Regions from separate parts of the Dromaius novaehollandiae genome. Here region 1 is linked to region 2. Evidence: chromatin contacts called from public Hi-C data. All regions are on one chromosome and are shown on one strand. The core of a region is the stretch at or near the end of the contact, and the rest is flanking DNA. Distances in the headings are between cores, read along the strand shown.

Region 1 (5,877 bases), core at 1,130-3,629, 180 kb after region 2:
TAGAGTGACACCTGCACTAGATCTGGCTTGTAGAACACTTCATCCAGCCTAGTCTTCTCCTTCAAGGATGCAGAGATCAGTCATTTAAGCAGCAAATACTGCCCAAACAACGTAACAGGTTCATCTGTGCTTACTGACAATGCAATATAAGGAACCAGGCTGTCCATATTTTGGCAAATCTGGCTCACCTAGCTACTATTTCTGATTCTGTATTGTCAAGCTGCTCAAAAACATAGGATGCAAGGGAAAGAGTCAAGGTGGAGAGAAGGAATCATGCAGAAGAAATCTGAAAGTCTAGGTCCAAACCCCACAAATGACAAGCTGCATCACCTTATTTAAGCCATACGGTTCAGCAGCATCTAAAAGCGTGATACTTCAGAGAACAATGGAAGACTACCCTTAAAACAGAAGGTAAATGTAATCAAATTTCTTTCCTTCCCTACCCATAGCTTAAGTTTAGTTCCCCATACTTTTCAAAACAATAAGTGAAATAATGGTTTTGTAGAATAATCATGTCCTTGTACCTAATTAAAAAAAAAAATCTGTGTTATTCCATCTAAGGAACTGTTCTTTCATAGATATTAAAATATTTCTTGCTAGTTTGAAATAACCTGTTGAATACATCAACCGCAAATTCACATATACTCTACTCTCTTACAGAGTACAAACTGTCTCTTAATAGTAGCAGTCTGTCAACATCAATACTGGATATTAATCTCTACTTTCATATTTCATAAGTACACTAAATAGGTATAATGCATTTGGTACTGATTTATGGAATGCTTTAGACCAAATAGAGTCATCCTTGAAATAACTTTCCAGGATTTTATAATTTAAAGAATATAAAAGCAAATGATGAAAGATCTTCTCCAGAGGACAATAAAAAACATTTCCTCCCACTGTCTGCTTTAATTTTTAAACAGCCTTAGTCTCCAGTGACATCTTGTGGATAAAAAACATTTTGCGGAAGTAGAATTTGTGTTTTTAAATAATCTTGAGAACACTACGTATAATACCTTTTATTTTGAAATTCAGAAAAAGACTAATTTTATGATGTACATTCTACATGTAGGAGCTGAAGTTTAATGCTTCACTTCTGTTTCAGTAACATCTCTTCAAAAGTTTGCATGAGCATTACAGCGAATATTATACCATCAATTTTAGTATTTTGAGTAAGGATCACTTTTTTACTACTTATCACAGTGTGGAAGACACTATGGTAGCACAAATAATACACAAGATCAAAGACAAAGTCTTTACTGTGGAATCTTCTAATTAGGAGATAACCAAAACAAACTTTTCATTTAAACAGAAAGATATCTTTCAACAACGATCACATCTACCATTTGGAAATCACATACAGGTCCCAGGCTTCTCAAGAATACAGGACTTACCTGCACCTTCTGCAGAATTAAGAGTCGCTCCAAGATTCTGTGGTGTTTTGCAGCTATACATTGAAAAGTGTTATTCAGGACCTTTAAACAAGACTCACACCATCGTTTTGTTATGTGTGCTGAAAGCTAAATCTTTATGTTTACAATAAATGAAAAGAAACACATTTCAAGCTTTTAAGAAAATGGGAGCACAACGGCACTGTAATACAATTATTAAGAGGAAATAAATAAGTAAATAAACAAAAATAAGCTTTATATGGGTTGGCCAAAACGGTAACATAAGGCTGTGGAGAGGAATAAAGGCCAAAGGCGAGAGGGAAAACGGAGACTTCTACAAAGGCTTGAAAAATGTAACCTTATAAATCAGGCTTGATTTTAAAACCGAAATCGAAAGAAGCAGAGGAAGGAAAGCAGGATTGCTTCTGCCTACGGCCATACTCACTGAGCGCGTGATAGATGGGCTTGTGCCTGCCTTCGAGCCTCACCGCGGTCACAGCCGCGATCTTCCCTGGCGGCTGCATCTTCGCGTCCAGGAGGTACCAGGCCCGGGCGAAGGTCGCCCATTGCTGAGGGGAACGAGACGCTGGCTTAACGAACGCGCTACCATAAATAAATGCCCGAGCAGATCAACGCGTCTTTGGCATTTCAAGATACAATAAATACTCGATCACACCCTCTCTGAATAAATTCGCAAGGGAAAAGGCTATTATGTATTGTGATTGATATATTTATTGCATCACACTAAGTTATAAGTGCTTATAACAGTGATAATAACAGTATGAAGCTAACAACTCTGGGCATTTGGGGGGGGGGGGCAGAAACGGAGCCCTCCTGCCGCCGGCCTGCATCATGCCCCCGCCCCCCTCCGCGAGGGGCACAGCCCGCCCTCGAGCCCCGCCGCGCACCGCGGGGGCACCGCGCCGCGCCGGGCCCGCTCCCGCTGGCTGCGCCCCGAGGCGGCAGGGCCGCGCTCACCTGGGCCGCCTTGGTGAAGCTGGCCATGGCGGCCCGCGCCGGTGGAGGAAGCGCCCCCGGCAGCGGGAAGCGGAAGCGCCGCGCCGTGAGGGGCGGTGCGAGGGCAGCGGCGCGGGCGGTTGGAGCGGCGACCGCCATGGACCGCTACGTGCTGCTGCTGCGCTGGGAGGAGCGCCGGGCCGGCGGCGCGGCGGCTGCGCCCGCAGCAGGTACCGCCGCGGGCGGGGGGTACACGGCGGCGGCCGCCACCGCCGCGCCATCGCCCCTCCGCGAGGCCGGGGGGGGCGTTGGGCCGCGCCGAAAACGGCCGCGAGCGAAGCGCCGCGCGGTGAGAAAGGGCTGCGCGTTAAGGCCGGGGACACCGCCGCCTCGGGGGGCGCGGGGCGTCGCGGCCCGAGTCACTGGGGCTTAATCCGGGGGGCTGGTGCCTTCGGCTCAGAGACACCGCGGCCTGTTTGACGAGGGCTTTTGTTTTTTAAGGTTACTGGTCTAGGACCCGCACTCAGATCATGCTGGCTCCGCTTTAGCTTTTTCTTGATTTCTACCGTATTAAAGCCATTTTCTGTCAGAGTAAGGGCCTCTAATGACTTAAACCCTCAAAAATTCAGTATTTCTGTGTCTTACTGCAACATTGACATTGGCTGTGTGGAACATTCCAGAGACGTGCGAGAGTTTAACTAGGTTCTTTGAAGCTTTGCCGCTTGGGCCTCCTGAGAAATCCGTAGTTGACATAGATGTTTACATCGATGTTTTGATTAAAACTGAACTTGTAATATTAAACTGCAGTTTACACTCCATATGCAAGAAACCAAGATTTTACTTTTGTAATGGAGTAGACTGAAGAAACGCTTTTTTTCTTTCAGGTGCGACTGCTGCGAACATTTATGATCTCCTGAAAGAAAACTGTAGCTCATCTGTAAATGCAGATGCAAGCACGTTCCCAGGTAAGTATAGCAGCGTGCAGTAGTGTGAGACAAACATCATTGAGGTCTTGTCCTAGGCAAATTTTTACATCTGGATGAAATAAGTCAAAAACTTGAAGTAACTGGCAGTTTCTGCAGTATGGCTAAACCTGCAGGCGGGGCTGCTGTCGCTACTTCTGTTTTTATAGAGAACTGACTTACCTTCAAGAACCGAATGGTTAGGAAATGGTTAAGTGTATTGGACACCAGAAATGAAAGTAAAGCTACTGAGAGGTTGGCTTTCTGACAAATTTCAATACACTTTTACACCAAGTAAGAGTAGAAAAGGGCTTGCTACCCATGTGGGAGTTGATATTTTCATGCCCAAGTTTTTTGTTGCTCCTGTGATTTCATCCCAGATTCATAATTATATTTTGTGTCTAAGCTTATTTCAGTGAAGACAACATTTGTCTATTGAGTAAGCATTCAAAAGCCTCATTAATGAACATTTATTAAATATTTTTATCTTCTTAGAAGAGATTTCCAAAGACCTGCTTTGGTGCATTTATTTGTTTTTTTTAATAATTGTAGTATTTTCTTAGTTTGAAAATTAACTCATTAGTTCCTCACTTGGTTTGGATGTCTAGTGTTGGGCTATTAATGGTCACCTCACTGTCACAGCTGTCATCTAATCGTGATCCCTGTGAGGAAACCAATGACTTCATTAAGGCGGGAATGTTGTGGTTTTTTCTACTTCTGTGCTTTTATTTCACAAAAATGTTGAGAAGGCATCAGACAGCATCTCAATTTGTGAACTGTGTTAACCATATTTCTGAAAGTTGTGGTTCAGTTCAGGTATCCTGCAGCTTCTGGAAGTGAAGAGCATTATTGCTCAAAGTGGAGTAAAGATCAAAAACTTTCTTACCTATTAACAAAGAGGTTCATTAATAGTTAGACACTTAGCTAGAACTTAATATACTTCGACCTTAATTATGATGTCAAAAGAAAGTAGATCTTACGTCATTGTGGCACATTAAAAACTTTGAAAAATATGTAAGATGCAAATGTGGTATTCTGGTGTTGATCGTTCAAGTTCAATCCGTTCAGATCAGGAATTCTGTGAAAGTTTAGCTGAATTCTAGGATTTTCAGTCCTAGCTGACGTTTGTATAGGTAATCTTTTTTTGTGCATGTTTTCATCCTCTGTTCCGAACCATTCAGTTTAGCTTGATATGAATGGAAATGGCAGTGGTCTTAAATGGGAAATCTACTGTGCGCTTGCTTCTTTTGTTGACTTTCTATAACCAATTTAGGCAATAGTAGGCATAACCATGTAACATAGCTAGGTATTTAATTTAAAAAGTGGTTGAGATTATCAAAAATAAACTGTGACAATACCATCTATGGTCATTCCTCCTTACGAGTTTCATTAATAAGGAAAAAATCTGGAGTTTTTCTGAAAATCCATATACAGTTTGACTGAGTTTCCTCAATTTCTTGTTGGCACAGTGCAGTAAGATCACCACTAAAATGATTCATTGGAATTCTTTCAACAGAGACAGTAATTATAATAGGAAGAATAGATTGCAGCGGATTTTTTATTTTAAGTAATTGTTTGCTCTCTTTTTAGCATGTTCTGTTGCTGGTATTCCAGGTGGAAAGAAATGGTATTTTGCAAGTCATGTTATATGTGGTTATTATCAGGTAAGCAAGATTTTTCAGAATTTAAGTTCCTCAGCTCTCTGTCTGTCTCTAATGCAAGTTAATACTGTGATAATCAAAACTCTTTTTGCTTGGTTAGTTCTGCAGTCCTGACTGGGAGGAAATAAATTTTGACACACAGGAAAATGAAGACTCACTCCAGACAAGTGTTGATGAATGTCTGGGAGCTATACAGAATTTTGAGGAAGACGACAACAACAGCAGAGAGTCACTGTCTACGGCGGAGTATGCATATTATTATTTTCACTGCAAGTACAGTGATTTGACATTTAACAATAAAAGCCCAAGGAAATCAGGAAAATTTAACAAGCACAAGTTATTACCAAAGCAATAGTTAACTGTGAACAGTCCCCTTCTACCACCAAAAAATAATTCTGATCTGTTTTATGTTGCTTTAATTTTCTTAGCTATAGGTGATTTTTATAGAATAACAAAAGCTTCCTAGCTGCTGACGGTTGTATATACAAAAAAGAAGCTTCCTGCTAAGAAAAAGCAGACTGTCTTGACTCTTATTTCTGGTTTTATTGCACTCTCTTCGGAGGTCATTTAGCTTAGTTCTGCCTCAGTAAAATAGGAGACAAGTGTATCTCGTTGCCTAGGTGTTATGTTTGTGCAGAATTTTAAAGATGTGAAGTATTTACATCAGGTAGTGTTTATTGCTTGTTTCTAAATTACTTTTTTTTTCAATCATGTTGCTCTTCATTTTCAGTATCTATGATGAAGCTGCAGAAAGTCTGCATCAGTTAGCTGATAAACTGCCTGCCCCAGGTAAGCTCTTTTAAAATGAAGGACTAATCTCTTTTAGAGTTTATATTTGTGTTGTTAGTTATTACTCAGACAACTCAGTTGGTAAAATCATAGTCAAATGGAAGAAAATTCAGAAGA
Region 2 (5,808 bases), core at 177-2,676:
CAGTCAGAGGCTGCAGAGGGTTTCAGTCTGTTTAGTGGCCAGTGGACTCAAGACTTGTAATTGTGGCTCCCAGGACTCTAACTAGGCGCAGCCACAGGATGGTGCTCATGCACTTTGCATAATACATTATTAAAAAACAAAGAGAGAGAGACAGAAACAGGGAATCAGACTCTCCCTTTGGCAAACTGCTCCTTGACTCATCCTGATACACATGAGCCAGCAAGCAGTCATGGATTAGGTTGATTTATCTCTCTACATTCACTAAGTCTTCAGGGGTTTTGCAAATAGACCTATCCATCTGCCTCCTTGTCTTCTAGATACTGTTGTCTAAGCTATATACATAAATTAGGGACTGAAAAGGTAAAAAAGGCATCACATATCAGTGAGCTGAACTTGTTATTACTTCAGATGAATCACGGTCTTGCAAGCTGCTCTCCTCTTGACAGGTACCAAGTGTTGGCCACTGCACACACCTGGCATTACAGGAGAGGACAGGATCTCCTGGATCCCATAGGATCTGGGAGAAAGCCTAAGCCTAAAGTCTTCAGATTGCTTTATGATTTTTAAGCTTTGCTACAGAAAACAGCAGAGCTTAAAGAGTTTCTCTGTAGTTTAACCACTTCTGAGGTTTCAGTAGAAAGATAGCTGAGCACAGTGACTTTGGACAAGAGTCCAGAGGGCTGGGAATCAGACTCAGAAGCTCCCACTTTACAGGGTTTAAGGTCATTACACAACTCGCAAGCATCTCACCGGGACTTAGTGTCCCCCTTCCCTAGAAGTGATCCCTACTTACATTAGCAAAGAGATGCACACCTCTGTTTCACCTATATCTGTTGTTTCTTTAAACACAATCCTTCGGTGATTGCATTACTAACTTTATGCAGATGATCAGGCACACTGGGATGAATAGTTTCACTCCTCTCCCGAATGCTAGGCACGTATAGGCTTCACAAGCAGGAGGCTTAGCTGTAACTTCAGTAGGGTATATTGTAGGGTATAGCATCCTTCCTTGATAGGATATAGATATAGTCTCTGCATATGGCAAAAACGTGCATGTGTACTATGGCACGTTTAATCAAGGTTTATATTAAGCCAGACAAGCACTGGGACACTTTAATAGAAATAATTCCCCGATGAGTCATTAATCTGCATGTTGCAATAACCGGCGGGAGGGATACCTGCAACCCAAGCGGTGCCGCAGAAGAGGCACCTTCTGCATTACTTAAAACTAAGCGAATTAGCAACTCGGGGGAGCGAAAAACGAGTTAAAAGGTAGGAAAACAGAAAAAAAAAGGAGAAGCAAAGCAGAGCACCTGCAGACCTAGCGCTGCCCCCCCCGCCCCCCCCCCCGCCGGCAGCGCTGGGCGAGTCGCTCGGACGTCAGCGCTCGCTCGTGCCTCCTTTCCCCCCTTCTCCGCACCTTCCCTCCCTAACCGCCCGCCTCCTTTCCCTGCCCGCTCGCCTTATCGGATGCAGGGGAAGCGCCGCCGGAGCGGTGGGCAGGCAGCCTTCCCCGCGGCACGCTGACACCCACCGCCCGCCAGCGAGCCAGCGAGCGGCGCGCACGGCACGGCACGGGACGGCACGGGACGGGACGGGACGGGCCGCGCCGGGCGCCGCCGATGCCCGCGCAGGTCGGTGTGCGGCTCCCTCGGGGCGGCGGGCGGGGAGCGGCCGGGCCCCCCCGCGGCGGCTCTTCGCCACCTGCAGAGCCGGCGGGCGGCTGCTCCCCGGGGAGGGGGGCGAACTGCTGGAGAGGGTGGGGGGAAGCGGAGGCGGCGGGGGGAGCCCTCGCAGAAACGCGTGCGGAAGCGGCGCTTCCAAAAAATAACACGAGTTTTTTAAAAAAGTCTTAAAACAGGGGGTCTCGCTGCTGCCCGCCGCGGCCGGGGGGAGCGCGGCGTCGAGGCGGCTCGGCTCTGCCGGTGCCTCTCTCCGGCGCCCGGAGCGCGTCGTTCAGCGGCGCCGGGGCTTCGTGGGGGCGGGAAGCGCTTGCGGGGGGGTAGGGAGACCCTGCGCCTCACGCGGTGCTGCCCCTCGCCGTCCCCTTAACTTCTAAAGGGGGGGGGGGGGAGAAACGCGCTTCCACCCTGGCGGCTTTCGGTTGTTTGCCCGGGGCAGCTTCGCGGAGAGGATCGGGGGGCTGCGGCGGTGGCGGCGCCCCCGCGGCAGGGGGAGGCGCGGAGCCACTGGGGCTGCAGGTGGAGGCCCCCGCCGCCGCGGGGGGGGGTGTGTGGGGGGGAGGGCAGCGGCCCCGCTGGCGCCGCGGCGTGTTGCGGGGTGCGGAGCGCCGAGCGCGGCTGCAGGGCGGCGCCGCCGCCTTTCCCGCCCTTTCGCCCCGCGTGGGGGCGGCGCGGCGCGTGAGGCGGCCGCGGCCACGCCGGGCCCTCGAGGCAGCGGCGGCGGGACGGGGCAGACCGCGCTCTTCCCCCGGCCCGAGCAGCCCGTGCCCGTTCGCAGGCTGCGGGTCGGCGCTGGGTCACGTTCTTCCATAATAAACATAAAATAAGAGAAATAACCCGTGTGTCTTCTTTCGGGGACGGGCGCCCCGGGCTGTGCGGAGGCCGTGGTGCTGGGGGAGCGCGGCCTCGTGCCCGGCGCCCCACTGGGGGCTCTCCTGGGCCGTGCCTAGGTTCAGCCACGATTGCCGTCTTGGAAACGCTGGAAATCGCCAACGCGTGACAAAGCCTTGGGTGTAGGACATGTCCCACGTTGCCTCTGGGCTGGGTCACGCAGTTTCTTGCCGTTAACAGGGACCTGGCAAGGGGGCATTCCTCCAGCAGACCCCACCGGCGGCAGGGAGGGTGGAGGCTAGTCTCCTCTGCGGCTGGGGGTCCGCAGAGGCGCGTTCACCCCTCCGCAGAAGGTGTCTGTGTGGATGGATGCCCTGTGGAGGCCTGGCCTGGCGAGGAGGGGAGGGGAGCCAGGCTGCTCTAGCACTGTGGGCGCCTGGCTTGGGAGGGCAGGCTGGACAGTGGGCTCTGCTGCCAGGGCTATTTTGTCGGATAAGTACTTGGTAAAATAATTATGAAAAGTGATACACAGTATAAAGGAGCGGGATTAGGGTATTTCTTCTCATTCCCTGGTGTCCTCAGCCACAAGGTGGCTGCAGACTCATGGTTGCCTCTGTGTTCCTCTGAAGTGAGCCTTGAAGCGCAGTCACGTGCAGGTTGTTTTTTATCTAGTGCCAGTTATGTATGTGTCGGTAAATCTTACCTTCTCCAGTGGATCTTCTCTAAAAGGAGAAGTGGAGAGTGGCTTTACCCAAGATTGCCAGTCAGGTAGTGTTTATAGCACCTCTTTGGAAGGAGGGCTTACATCTGCTCCAGCAGATTGGGAACTGAGGCACCACTGTGAGTGAATATTTCAGTGTCTAGACTATTACATGGAAAGAAATCTGCACATCTTCAGTGGTGGCTTCAGTGAGCCATATGTTGTTCTTTGAAGGCTCCACATTTGCCTGCTGCAGGTTGTATTCCTGAGCAATGGGAGAATCCTCTATCCCCAGTGTAAGATATACAAGGGGTGCTATTTAAGACTTACGTCTCTTTATTTTTCTTATTGCCTGTCACTAGGCAACTGGCTGTTGACTGTGCTGGCTAGTTTGGATGAAGTCCTTGGATGCCTGACTTTCTGTGTTGGATGTATTAGGCAGCCTGGTTTTCTGAATCGCGTCTGGAGGACGTGTCCCTAAGAACTGGGCATAGCAATACCTAAGCTTTAGGTGCATAGTGTCCGTGTTGGATCTAGCACTTTGCCTCTGTTTTAAGAGATTTATGCTGTAAGAAATGGATCCAAAAATATATGTAAGTACTGTGAAACTTGGTGATACATTGTCTAAATGTTAGATAACCTCCTGTATGAGTTGAGTTCGAAATGACTTAAGTGCCCTGTATTTTTTTTAAGTGGCACATTAGGCATTGATGACTGGGATTTGCAACAGTAAACCTAGAAAATGCTTGGACAGAGAAGGAGGTGTTGGTCTCATCTTATTTGGTTAATAGTGGTTGATATACTTCAATCCACATTTTATATTCTTAGGTAGTGGTTAGACCATTTGCTCTATGCCTTCCTCAGAAGACAAGAAAAACAGGGAAGGTCAGTTCAATCGTGGTATCTTAGGGATATTGGATAATTTAATTTGCCAGTAAAATACCAACAGGAGAGGGCAGCAAAAATTCTTCCTCCTACCCTAGAAAATAGACTAAAGACAGTGCAATAAAGTTGGATAATAGATAACTATTCAAACTTTTTCAACATCATGCTGTATGAACATATTGATATATCTTGCGAGATGCTTCTATATATGTTAAATAACTATAGTAGAAAGTAGGCCAAGTTCAGATAATGAAATTTGTATTGTTTTTAACCTAGCTTCTTGGGCAGATCTATTGCTCCATCTGGAATTCATTCTTTGGCACTGTGATTGCTTCTTGTAATTGAACTAGCTCACTTAAGGCTACCTTGAGTATTCATATAATGCTGCACTCTGAAGAGTAGATGTTACTACTGGATTATTTTAGAGTATTTCTGGACATGGCATCACCTTCAAATAGAATTAGTACTTACTCAGCTGATATCCTGTATGCCCTCTGAGCTGTGTCAGCTTTAGTCACTGCAAGTGCCAGATAGTACAACGGAGAACAGAGAATAAACTGAAAAAGATAGAAATAGGAAAAGTAGAGTAGGCTCCAGAGGACAGTGAGAGGGGGACTTGAATTTCCTCAGGAGGCAAAGTTCTGCCTTTTTTGTTGATGTGCCACATTGCTCAGTTGAACTGACCAGTGATTATGTCACGGGGGTTATTAGTTACACATACTTGATGTTTTAAGGTAGTCTCGCCAGGCTGGTTTTTTGCTTTGTTTTGTTTTAATTACAGAACCTGAAATACATAATTTAAGCAACCCTCAAAATATCTGTTATTCTGTTGATGTAGCACTTTCTAGATGTAAAGTAGATTAACAGTTTTCATCCTACTTTGTTATCTAGAGCTTCAGAATTCCCCTACAACACTGGAATGTATAGAGATATCCATTTTGTCGTATTATGCATTGCAAGCTCTGTTTCCAACAGTCCTGTATGCTTTGCAGAAAATATAAGCTCACTCTTTACATGGGCCTAATTTTCACAACTGTTCGATGCCCCACATTTTGTCCATTTCAAATAAAATGTGCTTTGGTTATGAAGTTGCTTTCAGGATGAAATCCTGGCTCTGCTGATGCCCATGGCAAACTCTTAATTATTTTTTAATGGAATCAGAATTTTGCCCGCGCTTTTCATTAAAGTGAATGACTTAGATTGAAGGTTTAATAAATACTTCTGTGTGTTTTCAGACCTACTGACACCATGAGTATTGAGGGGAAAAAGATGCTTTGTCGATACGAGGTACAGAGCTGTTTCCTCTTGGCTTTTTTAGCTGTCACATCATACTCCATCAGTCATGCCCAGGGCCAAGGTAAGTGATATATAAGAAGATGGAACTTTTCACTAGATCACTCTGATGTGCAGAAATCGGCTTCCTTACTCCAAATTCAAGTGTTATTTCCCTTTCACTAGTATGCCAATCCAGTATTACTGAAATGAAGTAGTTTTGCTGCTGATCTCAGAGGAGTAGAATTACTCATTCACACATGCTCACTGAATCTAATATCTCAAATGACATAAAGCTTCTTCTCTTTGCAAGTTTAAGTGTCTCAAAATGAGTTATATGGAACACTTTTTACTCTGATTTCCATGAAAGCACTGATCAGATGTCGCTGTGATTGCCCTCTATGTAATCAAGTTTAAAGACCAGCTATGATACTCAGC

The links. Hi-C and Micro-C count contacts between places; a contact is called where the count stands out from the background.
Region 1: a contact with region 2 is called in a Hi-C map of liver, with 15 times the contacts expected there. The contact joins the promoter of MTBP here to the promoter of COL14A1 in region 2. A contact is called at or near these places in 3 of 4 Hi-C or Micro-C datasets (brain, liver and ovary).

The regions. Positions count from the first base shown.
Region 1 is chr2:155,980,781-155,986,657 of bDroNov1.hap1, forward strand. MTBP (MDM2 binding protein) reads left to right here and starts at 2,380. Exons shown (of 22, transcript XM_026110074.2): 1 at 2,380-2,578; 2 at 3,233-3,313; 3 at 4,901-4,974; 4 at 5,072-5,217; 5 at 5,702-5,760. The coding sequence starts at 2,395. MRPL13 (mitochondrial ribosomal protein L13) reads right to left here and starts at 2,451. Exons shown (of 8, transcript XM_064507834.1): 1 at 2,370-2,451; 2 at 1,837-1,960; 3 at 1,395-1,447. The coding sequence starts at 1,958.
Region 2 is chr2:155,802,026-155,807,833 of bDroNov1.hap1, forward strand. It overlaps COL14A1 (collagen type XIV alpha 1 chain), which reads left to right and starts at 1,427. Exons shown (of 45, transcript XM_026110073.2): 1 at 1,427-1,634; 2 at 5,334-5,455. The coding sequence starts at 5,347.